Linked DNA regions of Ctenopharyngodon idella: region 2 is linked to region 1. Evidence: chromatin contacts called from public Hi-C data. All regions are on one chromosome and are shown on one strand. Each heading gives the region's core, a stretch centred on a gene start, on an enhancer-like site or on the middle of the called end of the contact. The rest is flanking DNA. Distances are from core to core; before and after follow the strand shown. Region 1 holds the start of znf512b (zinc finger protein 512B). Region 2 holds the start of prpf6 (PRP6 pre-mRNA processing factor 6 homolog (S. cerevisiae)).

What was found. A called contact is a pair of places that touch in the nucleus more often than the background predicts.
Region 2: a contact with region 1 is called in a Hi-C map of muscle, with 4 times the contacts expected there. The contact joins the promoter of prpf6 here to the promoter of znf512b in region 1. A contact is called at or near these places in 2 of 2 Hi-C or Micro-C datasets (both in muscle).

What each region holds. Positions count from the first base shown.
Region 1 is chr22:27,750,863-27,756,528 of HZGC01, forward strand. znf512b (zinc finger protein 512B) reads right to left here and starts at 2,301. Exons shown (of 17, transcript XM_051879677.1): 1 at 2,008-2,301.
Region 2 is chr22:27,898,136-27,903,801 of HZGC01, forward strand. It overlaps prpf6 (PRP6 pre-mRNA processing factor 6 homolog (S. cerevisiae)), which reads left to right and starts at 3,277. Exons shown (of 21, transcript XM_051879525.1): 1 at 3,277-3,520; 2 at 3,769-3,931; 3 at 4,087-4,205; 4 at 4,289-4,367. The coding sequence starts at 3,330.

The DNA of each region.
Region 1 (5,666 bases), core at 1,051-3,550:
CGTGACAACCCTTCCACATTCAAATGCCAACCAAAACAACAGGTACTGCACACAAAGCAGCAAAGCAGCCCGCATCCTGTATCACCATATCAAAGAATGGCCCTCCCATCACCTAACCCACATAGAAGAACGATGGATCTTCAAGTGCTGAAGATCATTAGACCAAATTATTTATGGCCCAGAGACTGAAGCTCATTTGTGAGCCAGAAGTTTATTCCAGAAAGGAAAAGAGCAATAAGGTAATAGGAAAAGCAGCTGGTAGGACTAAGTGCTATGGTATTTGGGGAATTTATCACACACTTTAGAAAGGCTGTGAATGGACTTGTGCCTACACAATCAGAGAAACACACATGGCTTATTCCTGCAGTGCCAATCAAAATGTAAGTTTTGAAGAATAAATATGCTCAAGTTGTAATTGAATCAAGTATTTCTATAACAAAAAAATCCAGACTTTCTGAAATGCTCTGGTCAGGCTCAAGCACTTCAATGTTATTAATTACAACTTCATTATTTACACAATGGCAGGAAATGTAAGAGTGATTACTCAACAGAATGGAAATAAAGAGCTGCTGAAGTTAATCATTGCTTACTGAGAAACTGAGTTAGCTTACATGATGATGCCAACTTGAAGTTCATTTTGATATTAAAAAAAAAAAATTATATATATATATATATATATATATTACTTCTGAAATATTAATATTATAAGCGTTATATTTTCTGTCATTTTAACAGGATGAGATGTTTTAGAGTGGCAAAAACCAACTAATACCACAAAACATCACACAGTTCCTTGCTAATATTTATACATTTACAAATAGATGTTTTGTTGTTTTCCCATGAAAAATGATGTCACTTTCTGGAGAATGATGTCATTAAAGAGCTGGATTTGTTTATTTTCAGTTGGTTTTGGTTTTTTACACACCATTAACATGATGGAAAGTGATATTGAGGGCACAGAAAAACATCTATATTGACTGTCGATTAAAACAATATTCCCAACAACAAAAACACCTGCGATATTTAATTGTCTTTCATTTTCAACCCATGGGAAACTAATCTGTTTTTCATATTTAAGACCTGTTTTGTCTGAAAACTTATTATTTGACCCAATATACTACATGACAGGGACATGAAAATGTAGGCCTACTTCAACATAGTAAGAATGACCCACATAAGTCTTTCTAAGTGCTCAAACTGTGTTTGAGTGTTTATATTAGGTCTGACAGTTCATACATAAACATCACAACACATTTTTCTTGTATATTTCATTCCCCCCAAAAGCTTCAACACCTTGTAACACACTAAACCATGCTACTTTGCAAAGGAAATGCGAGCTTGTGCATTTATAGGCAGTATTGACAGATAATCGACTTCTCGAAGACCACACCTACCTGGAAAGCCACCCAACACTAGCGGGTGAGCGGGTGAGAGCGGGTCACCCACGTGGGGTCAGGCTGTAGCCTTTACTCTCGCGTCGCGCCGCTTGACTTTACATGGCAAACACACCTGGCGCGCGTGGGGTCGCGGACAGACGGGCGTTACGGTCGGTAGCCACACTCACAGCCCCCGCTGTGCGTATCCGCGGAGGGAGATGATGAAGAAGGAGGAGGAAGAAAAAAAAAGAGCAAGCTGATGCAAATGCCCACAAGCTGAACACTTTCACCGTGTTTCCAGACTGCACTCGGCGCCCCTCTTCATTAATATGTAATCCACGAGCTCTCTCGTTAAATTCCAAATCAAAAGCACGCGCACAAATACGCGGAAACGCCGCCAAAAATATGAAAATACAAGAAGCTTTCATAGGCAGTGAAGCAAAATGGCGACTTTAATACGAAGGAGGAGTAAAAAAAAAAAAAAAAACCCTCGCGCTGTTGCTAAAGGAGGCACGGGGATATGTTTAGTGCAGTAATCGAGGGTGGAAGAAGTGAACGCGACGGAAAGAAAGCGGAGGGGAAGGCACAGCGTCGCGCAGTTTCGCCGCAGCCCCTCGATTCCTGTCCTTACCTCGGGATTATGCCGTGTATTTGTTTGATAGGGATATTATCTCCGCGACCGTGTACAGTAACAGTATGGGTGCTGGGTCACGCGCGTATCCGCTGCTGCTGCCTTTGACAGTTGTGACTACAGTCGGCAGGCAACTTGCAAACTCTCGCGTTATTATTTATGATCACTCATTTTGATATCAGGCCAATCATTTTGGTATTTCTGCATAATAAAGCCCCTGCCTGAATGGAAGCGTTTGATGCGGCTCGACGTCATGCCGCTCAGTTATGACGAAAAGGCTTCGGCTACAATGTTGTAGCTTTATAGCGTGCACATAATTTGATAATGTTCCAAACGTTATGACGTAGTCTATGCGATTCTGAGTTTGGAGAAAAGATTACGTAGTTTTTAAGTCAGTAATATGAGAATATTCATACCATTATGACGCCGTCTGCGTTGGATAAAATATTTGGACTGGTTTTAACCATACTTTTGTTTCATACGGATTTTCCCATAGCGTTAAAAATGTGTTTTCATAAACAGTAATTATCAGAATTTTTGCCGTCCAAAAGACAAATGTAAATCACCTTAGAATGTTCTTAACATGACGTCGCATCTTTGAAAATATATATTGTTTGTGTCTGTACTTGCCATAATAAAACATATTTAATTTTTGTCTACACAAATTAAATTGAACTTTTGCATGCGGAATTTTGAACATTTTAATATTTTAATTCAATTGATCAACTAATAACAAAATATGACTTTTATCAAATTCTAGTTTATTTAGGCTACTCAATATTTATATTTTCTAAATAATTAGCAACTGAGGTCTCACTTTCCACACCTACGTCACGGGCTCTTTAAAAAGGCTTAATAGAGACTTTGACCCATCTTTTTTTCTCTTCACACTATGACGTAATGTAACTAACCACCATTACTGGGTCCACCAGGAGGGGGAGGCAAATGAATACTTTTCTGAGGCTGAGACTCCCGAATGTGGAAAAAGTGATACCCCAAAACGAATTCTTATTTTATACTGGCTGTAAATGGAATTGTCCAAATGTAACCTCAAGCCCTCAAAAACAAAACAACAAAAAGCACCCGAAAGTCCAACTTTAGCAGACAAGCTCTTGGATAGCATGCTAACATGCTCTGTTTGGTTATCTATTTTACAGCATTAGTTAACTAATTCTAATTTACCAAAAAGGGGTTTTCCATTATTACCTTCTCACTTCGTCTCTCATATACGTTTTATTCTCATAAGTGTCCACTAGTCAGCAGTATAGTGCAGGATTATTTGACAGTATATGATGAGTTTATGACAGATGATAACAGGCGATGAGCACTCAACACGTCTGTGGGCTGTACAGGCCTGTCCCTCAAACCATCAATCACATGACTTTAATAATGCACATGAAATATAAATATAAATCCTGTAGGCTTTTGTATGTTATTAATACATCAGTCATTTCTGCACAATTCACCATAGCAGTATAGAGATAGTCAGCTACAGAAAATCATATGTAAACGTTCAGCAAAGCCTTGAATTATATCTACCAGAGGCCATAAATGGCACATGAACCTCGTGTTAGTGACTGGTGAGGGCCGACCTACTCTGAAATGGACAGAGCTACAAAGTACTCTTACATAATGGACAGTTCGTGTCATTTGGACACATTCCCATAACCCTGTGGTAATACTGTATGTTAGTCCAGCTGTATTTTAGGCCATGAAATTAAGTAAAGCAAGCTGTGTGAAAATCTGCTCCAGTACAGAGTAACTCCTCACTGTTGAAATCCAAGAATAACGGAAGACATGGAGAGAAATTTCTTTTTGCTGCTGAGATTGGCAGTGTGTATGTTATTTATGTTTGATCAAGAGCTGTTATAGTTCAAAGATAGAGCAGCTTCCTTTGGGTTTCCTTGACGTTTCAGTTTGCATAGAGACTGTGATTCATCTATCAATTCACTTTCCAGGAGTCTTCATCTGGAATCCTTAGGGGATCCACCATTTATGGCTTGATCACAAGCTTCTTATTGTAGAAAAAAGTAAACAGAAATACAGTATTAAAGTATGGTTAATAATATTTTGACCACGGCAAAAGTTCTGAAATGAAAGTCATGCTGAATGTTGTCCCTCTCATGCTAAAATACATTTATATATTAAAATGTAACAGTGCTGTGATTAGTATTGTCTACTATATATTTTTTTTAAAAAGGCAAGAAGGTAAAAGTATGAGCCAAATGACGGTATCGTCCGCATAGAAATTAAACCTTGCATTAACAATACTGAAAAAAAGACAATTTATGTGTAAAGTAAATAATAATGGCCCCAGCACAGAACCTTGGGGGACTCCCTTTACAACCTCCATTAAATCTGACTGAATACCTTTCAATTAAATAATCTATATTCATAATTAATATCAAAATATTTTAAATGTATTCATTATTTTAAATTCAGTATTATTCATGAATTTATTTGACTTATAAATCATATTAATAATAATTGTAAAACTATTGTGTGCGTGTTATTTTTTCCAGTTAGTCTTTATTTTATATAAATTGTGTTCTGAAAGAAAATAGAAACATAGTAAGAATTTTCCATGCAACCCCATCCCCTCTCTCTTTCTCTTTATCTCCATTTTTCCATCATATAATGCAGCTGAAATTAATGGTTATGGTTGAATACGGATCGACAGACCATAAATCTACTTCCAGTGGTGCTGATATATAGATTTGTGTGTTGCTGATAAAGCAGAATGGTGTCACAGATCTTGAACACCATTAAGCAGATTTCTCAACACTTACTGGTCAGTTTACCATCAGGTGTTCACTTACCTTTGAGTCACGGCCCAGTGGTTGCAGGGGAGAGTCACGAGAAGAGTTAAATGATAAATAGGATGGCATGAGAGATACAGTATTGGCTAACAATGGTTTGTGTGTGTGTATCTTTTACAGCGATGATCGATCACACAGATCTTTCATCTTAAATAGATGGAGTGTGTAACATGTGTTTTGTGGAGCACAACATGAACAGAACCCAGGGGAAAGTGCAGTCATATATCACAATAGCAGAGCAGTTCAGGGATCTCAAATAAATGCTGCTGTCACAAGTTCACTGACAGAGAAACATATGCGTCCACGCTGCGCCTGACTAGTTCTGAATTTGCCCCGTCACAGACGGCGTTGTGAATAATGAAAGAGAACATACAGAAAGCCTTGCTAAAATAGCATAGAGCATTTGTACGTAGATCCTACTGGGGGGGAAAAAAATGGTCTGGTAAGCTGGTCCAAGGGTTTGTTTGCTGGTTTTATAGAGGATTTGGGATTTGGATGGTGACTGACCAGCTAAACCACCTGAACACCGGCTTGGCCAGGCTGGGACACCATATAGACCAACTTAAACCTGCTAAAGGCTGGTTCAAACCTTTTTTTTTTTCTTTTTTTTTTGCTGCAGGGGATCATATAATATGCCTTTTTTAACTATCCTTAATTGTTATCACTTCGAGAAATGCATGGATTTATGCTGCCTTTAAGTCTTCATGGAATTTCTTTCTTTCTTTTCACTTCCTGATGAAAAAAAAAAGGGAAGATTTAAGGTGTATTTAAGGTGCGAAGAAAAAATATGTTACTATTTTTTACTTTATGATTACATCACACATCATTTTTAGAGTTAAA
Region 2 (5,666 bases), core at 2,027-4,526, 150 kb after region 1:
CCCGCGAAAGAATATCATGAGGCATACAGTGTCAAAGGTGGTTAAGTGTGCCAGTTCAATAAAGTCCTTGACATAGTCCTCTATCGTTCTGTCTCCTTGACGGAGACACATTAACTGGACGGATGGACTCATGTTAGCTGAGACAGGAACACTCACGGTAGCTGCTGGATCTTGTGTTGGCGAAGTCTTCTGTAATGATGGGTCGAATGCGTGAGGATCCATTTGCAGCTTGTTTATTAAAAGTACTTACAGAGTAGACAGGGCAAAGGCAGAGACACAAACAGGGACAGGCAATGGTCGAGGCAGGCAGCAGACAAACTGTATCGGGTCACAGGCGGAGATCAGGGCAGGCAGCAAACAATCACAGTCCAGTACACAGGCAAGGTTCAGGGCAGGCAGCAGAGAATCACAACGAATAAACAATCCAACGGTAACAGGGTAAACAGTCCACAAGAAAACGCTCAGAGTTGATCACCGGGGCAAATCAAGACTTCACAAAGGGTGTGTGTGTGTGTGTGTCTTAAATAGTCCAGGTAATGATCTGCAGGTGTGTGTGGCAATAGGCGATTGGTGCATGTGATTGGAAGGGAGGATTATGGGAAGTGGAGTCCAGGAACTGACAGGAACAGACAGTGATCGTGACATATTTACACCATGTAAAAGTATTAGTTCTTTGCAATAAGAGTAAATAGTAATTAGATGCTATCTATACTTTATATTGGCAGATACTATTTGCACCTCAGTATTTTTGTACATTAACAGGATGCAATAATATCATTGAGTGCAAATGATTATATTTATTAAAATTATTAAATGGATGCTGCCTTATTGGGAGAATAAAAACCCTCCTTACACCTTCCCCTAACCCTACCCAATAAACACTTTTAATATTATTAAACACTCGCTCGCAGTTTATTTCCACTTTTAGAACATTATTCTCATTTTTATTGAAAATAAATGTGATCTCTGCAAAAGGCAGATTTGAACCTGCATCGATCACGTTAAAAGCCAAGTCTGCGAGCCCTACTTGCTACTGCTGCGCCACTGAAAACATTGAAATTCCATATGTCTTTTTTAAAACTTCAGTGGCCCAACCAGACATTAGTGGGCGGAGCTAGTGTAAATAGCGTTTGCCAACAAGGGACACTATTTGCAATTAGTGTAAATAGACACTCCGAAAAAGGACGAAGAATTGTCAGTTTTAATTTCATGGTGACTTAAAAGAACTATTTAAAGGTTCACCCAAAAATGAAAATTCTGTCATTAATTACTTACCCTCATGTCTTTCCAAACGCATAAGTCTTTCTTTCATCTTTGAAATGCAAATGAAGATATTTTAATAAAATCAGAGAGATTTCTGTCCCCCCATTGACAGCTACGCAACTACCACTTTGACACTTCAAAAAGTTAATAAAGAGATTGTAAAATTAACCCATATGTATTGAGCAGTTTAGTCAAGATAGCATTATATGATGCACAGATTTAATTTAGGCTTTTATTCATATATAAACATTGACCAGCGAAAATAAACAGAAGCTCAACCGAACCTGCTTGACGGGCGAGAACAAACCTCCGAAAACCTTCAAAACTCTGAAGATGAACAAAAGTTTTACGGGTTTGGAGCGACATGAGGGTGAGTAATTAATGACAGAATTTAGAATTGCAGGTTTCCAAACACCCCCTTGTCTTGCATTGGTCAGAACGATAGAAAACCCCACCCCAAACTCATACCATTGGTTGAGCCAACGTTGCTGCAATAGGCAGGAATGGAGCCACAGTATTTACTTTCAGGGGAATTGGCCTACAAATGATTTACTTTTAATTGTCTCTGCATATTAAGCTGTAATAGAAGTAAGTATTATAACACTAAAATACAAATTCTTCACCTTTAAAGGAACACTCCACTTTTTTTGAAAATAGGCTCATTTTCCAACTCCCCTAGAGGTAAACAGTTGAGTTTTACCGTTTTCGAATCCATTCAGCCGATCTCCGGGTCTGGCGGTACCACTTTTAGCATAGCTTAGCATAGTTCATTGAATCTGATTAGACCGTTAGCATCTCGTTAAAAAATGACCAAAGAGTTTCAATATTTTTCCTATTTAAAACTTGACTCTTCTGTAGTTACATCGTGTACTAAGAACTATACTCTCATTCCGGCGTAATAAAAAAGGAACTTTGCTGCCGTACCATGGCTGCAGCAGGCGCAATGATATTACGCAGTGCCTGTGACCCCCTGCTTGCACAGGGAGCGTGCCTTGCAACCATGGAGACATTTGTGAGAAACACTGCGTAATATCATTGTGCCTGCTGCAGCCATGGTACGGCAGCAAAGTTCCTTGATCATTACGCCGGAATGACAGTATAATTCCTAGTCATATTGGCCTAGAAAATCGCAACTTTTAATTTTCCGTCGGTCTTAGTACACAATGTAACTACAGAAGAGTCAAGTTTTAAATAGGAAAAATATTGAAACTCTTTGGTCATTTTTAACGAGATGCTAACGGTCTAATCAGATTCAATGAACTATGCTAAGCTATGCTAAAAGTGGTATCGCCAGACCCGGAGATCGGCTGAATGGATTCGAAAACGGTAAACCTCAACTGTTTAACTCTAGGGGAGTTGGAAAATGAGCCTATTTTCAAAAAAAAGTGGAGTGTTCCATTAAGTGCTGTCCTGAAATACTTGTCACCATAGAAATCAAGCCTCTGCTGCCCTCTGTAGATGACATTCACTGATGATCTCATTAGTATACATTCTCTGACATTAAACATTAATTTCAAATGACACAAAACTTTATTAATATAGTTGTATAATTTCAACCCAAAAGGTCTCATTTTTCTGTTGAAAGAACTCTCAATCAAACTATGGACGTGTAATATCAGGATAGCTAATTTAATCATAATAATTTAATTTGAAACCAACCCTAAAGGATCGTAGCATCAAATAAAACTTCAAATCAAATTCAACAAACCTATATGAATTTCAATTTATCTTTTCAATGGTGATTATTTGATCATATAACTACGATATAAATTATAAATCAGGTACATGCTTTAAGATGAAAGGGAAGGTTGAGGTCTACTAACGCACATAATATGTTTAGATTTTTTTTCGTCTCATATCAACTTCTTTCAGTTATTTTGAAAAAGTACTGTAATAATTATAAAAACAACAACAACAAAAAAAACAGGTGAATTTAGGTCAAGCTACTTCACACCGCCCGTCCTATGGCGGCGATATAGCGACACATTTTAAAAGCAGACTTTAATGTCACAGGAAGCGCGACTGTTGTTGTTCCGGAAGTGAAGCGTGTTGTCGGCAGCGCAACGATGGCGAGCGCTACAGCGAAGCAACCCGCGAAAACTGCAAACAAAACCCAGTCCGGAGGTACCGGCGGGGCCGCAAATGGAGCTCCGGCAATGCCGCTTGCGTCTCCGCTCATGGGGGGCTTGAATAAGAAGAAGAAGCCGTTTCTCGGCATGCCTGCGCCGCTGGGTTACGTGCCCGGTCTGGGCAGAGGGTGAGAGACCAACACAAATAATAACGACAGTCTAAACTCAACGCACTCACATATATGACTTAATAACATGACTTGATTTTTATTTTAGACCCCTATATAATGTTATGAACGTTGTGCTGTGCTGTCTTGTGTATTGTGATGTTTCGTTGATGTGTAATGTTTATTTATTTAGAGATACATATGATAATTTGGCTTTATTAATTTACCCCAGTTTGAAAACAGCTGTTGTAATGTATTGTGTTCTGCAGTGCCACGGGTTTCACAACGCGGTCTGATATTGGTCCCGCTCGTGATGCCAATGACCCGGTGGACGATAGGCACGCACCCCCTGGGAAGAGGACGGTGGGCGATCAGATGAAGAAGAACCAGGACGATGATGATGAGGATCTCAACGACACTAACTATGATGAGGTACATCATTCTGAAAGGAGCCAGGTTGACTTGATGTGCAATATGTGATTGCATGCAAAAATACAACTTAATGCTCAAAATTATGCTTGCTTGTTTTTTATTAGTGGCTTTGTCAGATCTAAAATAAAGTAAATGTGATCTTCTGTATCCTCTAGTTCAACGGCTATGCAGGCAGTCTGTTCTCCAGTGGGCCGTATGAGAAAGACGATGAGGAGGCAGATGCCATCTACGCCGCACTGGATAAACGGATGGATGAGAGACGCAAAGAAAGACGGTGAGTGTGGACTTTCTTCTATCATCAACGCTTGTTTGTTTTTATGTAGCATATCTTGGCTGAGTTTATTGTTGTGTCTGCAGGGAGCTGCGAGAGAAAGAGGAGATCGAGAAATACCGTATGGAGCGGCCCAAGATTCAGCAACAGTTCTCAGATCTGAAGGTTTGTGTGGAACTTGGTGAATATTGACCTGCTGAATTATGATTTGTTAAAATGTTCCCCTGCCTGCTTTAACCTACAACTAATCTTTAAAGTGCCCCTATTGTGCTTTTTCCAATATTACCTTTCATGTAGTGCGTAATGTAGCTGTTTGTGAATGTAAAAGGTTTCAAAGATCAAAGTGCACAGCATATAAACTTATTGTCTTCTAAAAGAAAGAACCGAATCTGAACTGCCTGAAACAAGTAAGCAGTAATTCCAGTCTCACTTCCTGTAACAAACCCATGTAGGTTTGTAACTAATTTGCATAATGCCAGTCTATGGTCTTCATTGGCTGCCCGTGAACAAAGTCTACTTTGATCCTCGATCACTGTAGTTATTGCTGAGGCCTGGAAGAGCTTGGTTCGTGTTGTCGACATGTTGAGAAGACACTGTTTTCAGTGCTGCAAAAGCAAATCCACTTTGCACTTCCAAAGGATCAGGAATCGCTTTCTAATGGATACAGTAAAACCGACATCATCGATGCTGTTCATATCACTGTGTATTAAGTGCTGAGGAAGATCTGGAGCTGAAATCCACATATGGTAATTAGGGTTTGGTTACCAACAGGCGCTGTAAGCGTTAGACTAATAACAACAGATTGGTTCATCTGACCAATCAGAGCACAGTAGACCAATCACAACAGACTGGGTTGTCTGACCAATCAGAGCACAGTAGACCAGTCACAACAGACTGGGCCATCTGACCAATCAGAGCAGAGTAGAACAATTTACAACAGACTGAGCCATCTGACCAATCAGAGCAGAGGAAGCTCTCAGAAAGGAGTGTTTTAGAGAGACCAAATCCTTTATCGAACCGTTTCAGTGTTTTTTGACCTTTGATGCATGAAAACCGATTGTAGGAGACCTCCAAAACTAAATTAACGAAATTAAGAGCCTTTAAAATAGCAGAATAGGGGCACTTTAACCGTTTTAGTTTAAACTGTGTCAGAATTTTAAATGAAGTATTGTTAATATTGAATAGTTTCATTTTACTAAATAATAGGCTAATACTAATAAAAAATATCACACCACGTTTGTGGTTTATAATTTCCTTAGCATGTATTTATTCTCATATGCATTACTGTTCAATAGGTTGGAGTCAATAAGGTTTTTTTAAAGAAAATAATACTTTTAATTAGCAAGAAAGCATTAAATTGATCAAAAGTAAAGACATTTGAAATGTATTTAAAAAAACAAACAAAACAAAAAAAACTGTTCTTTTGAGCTTTCTATTCATCAAAGAATCCTGTAAAAAAGCACA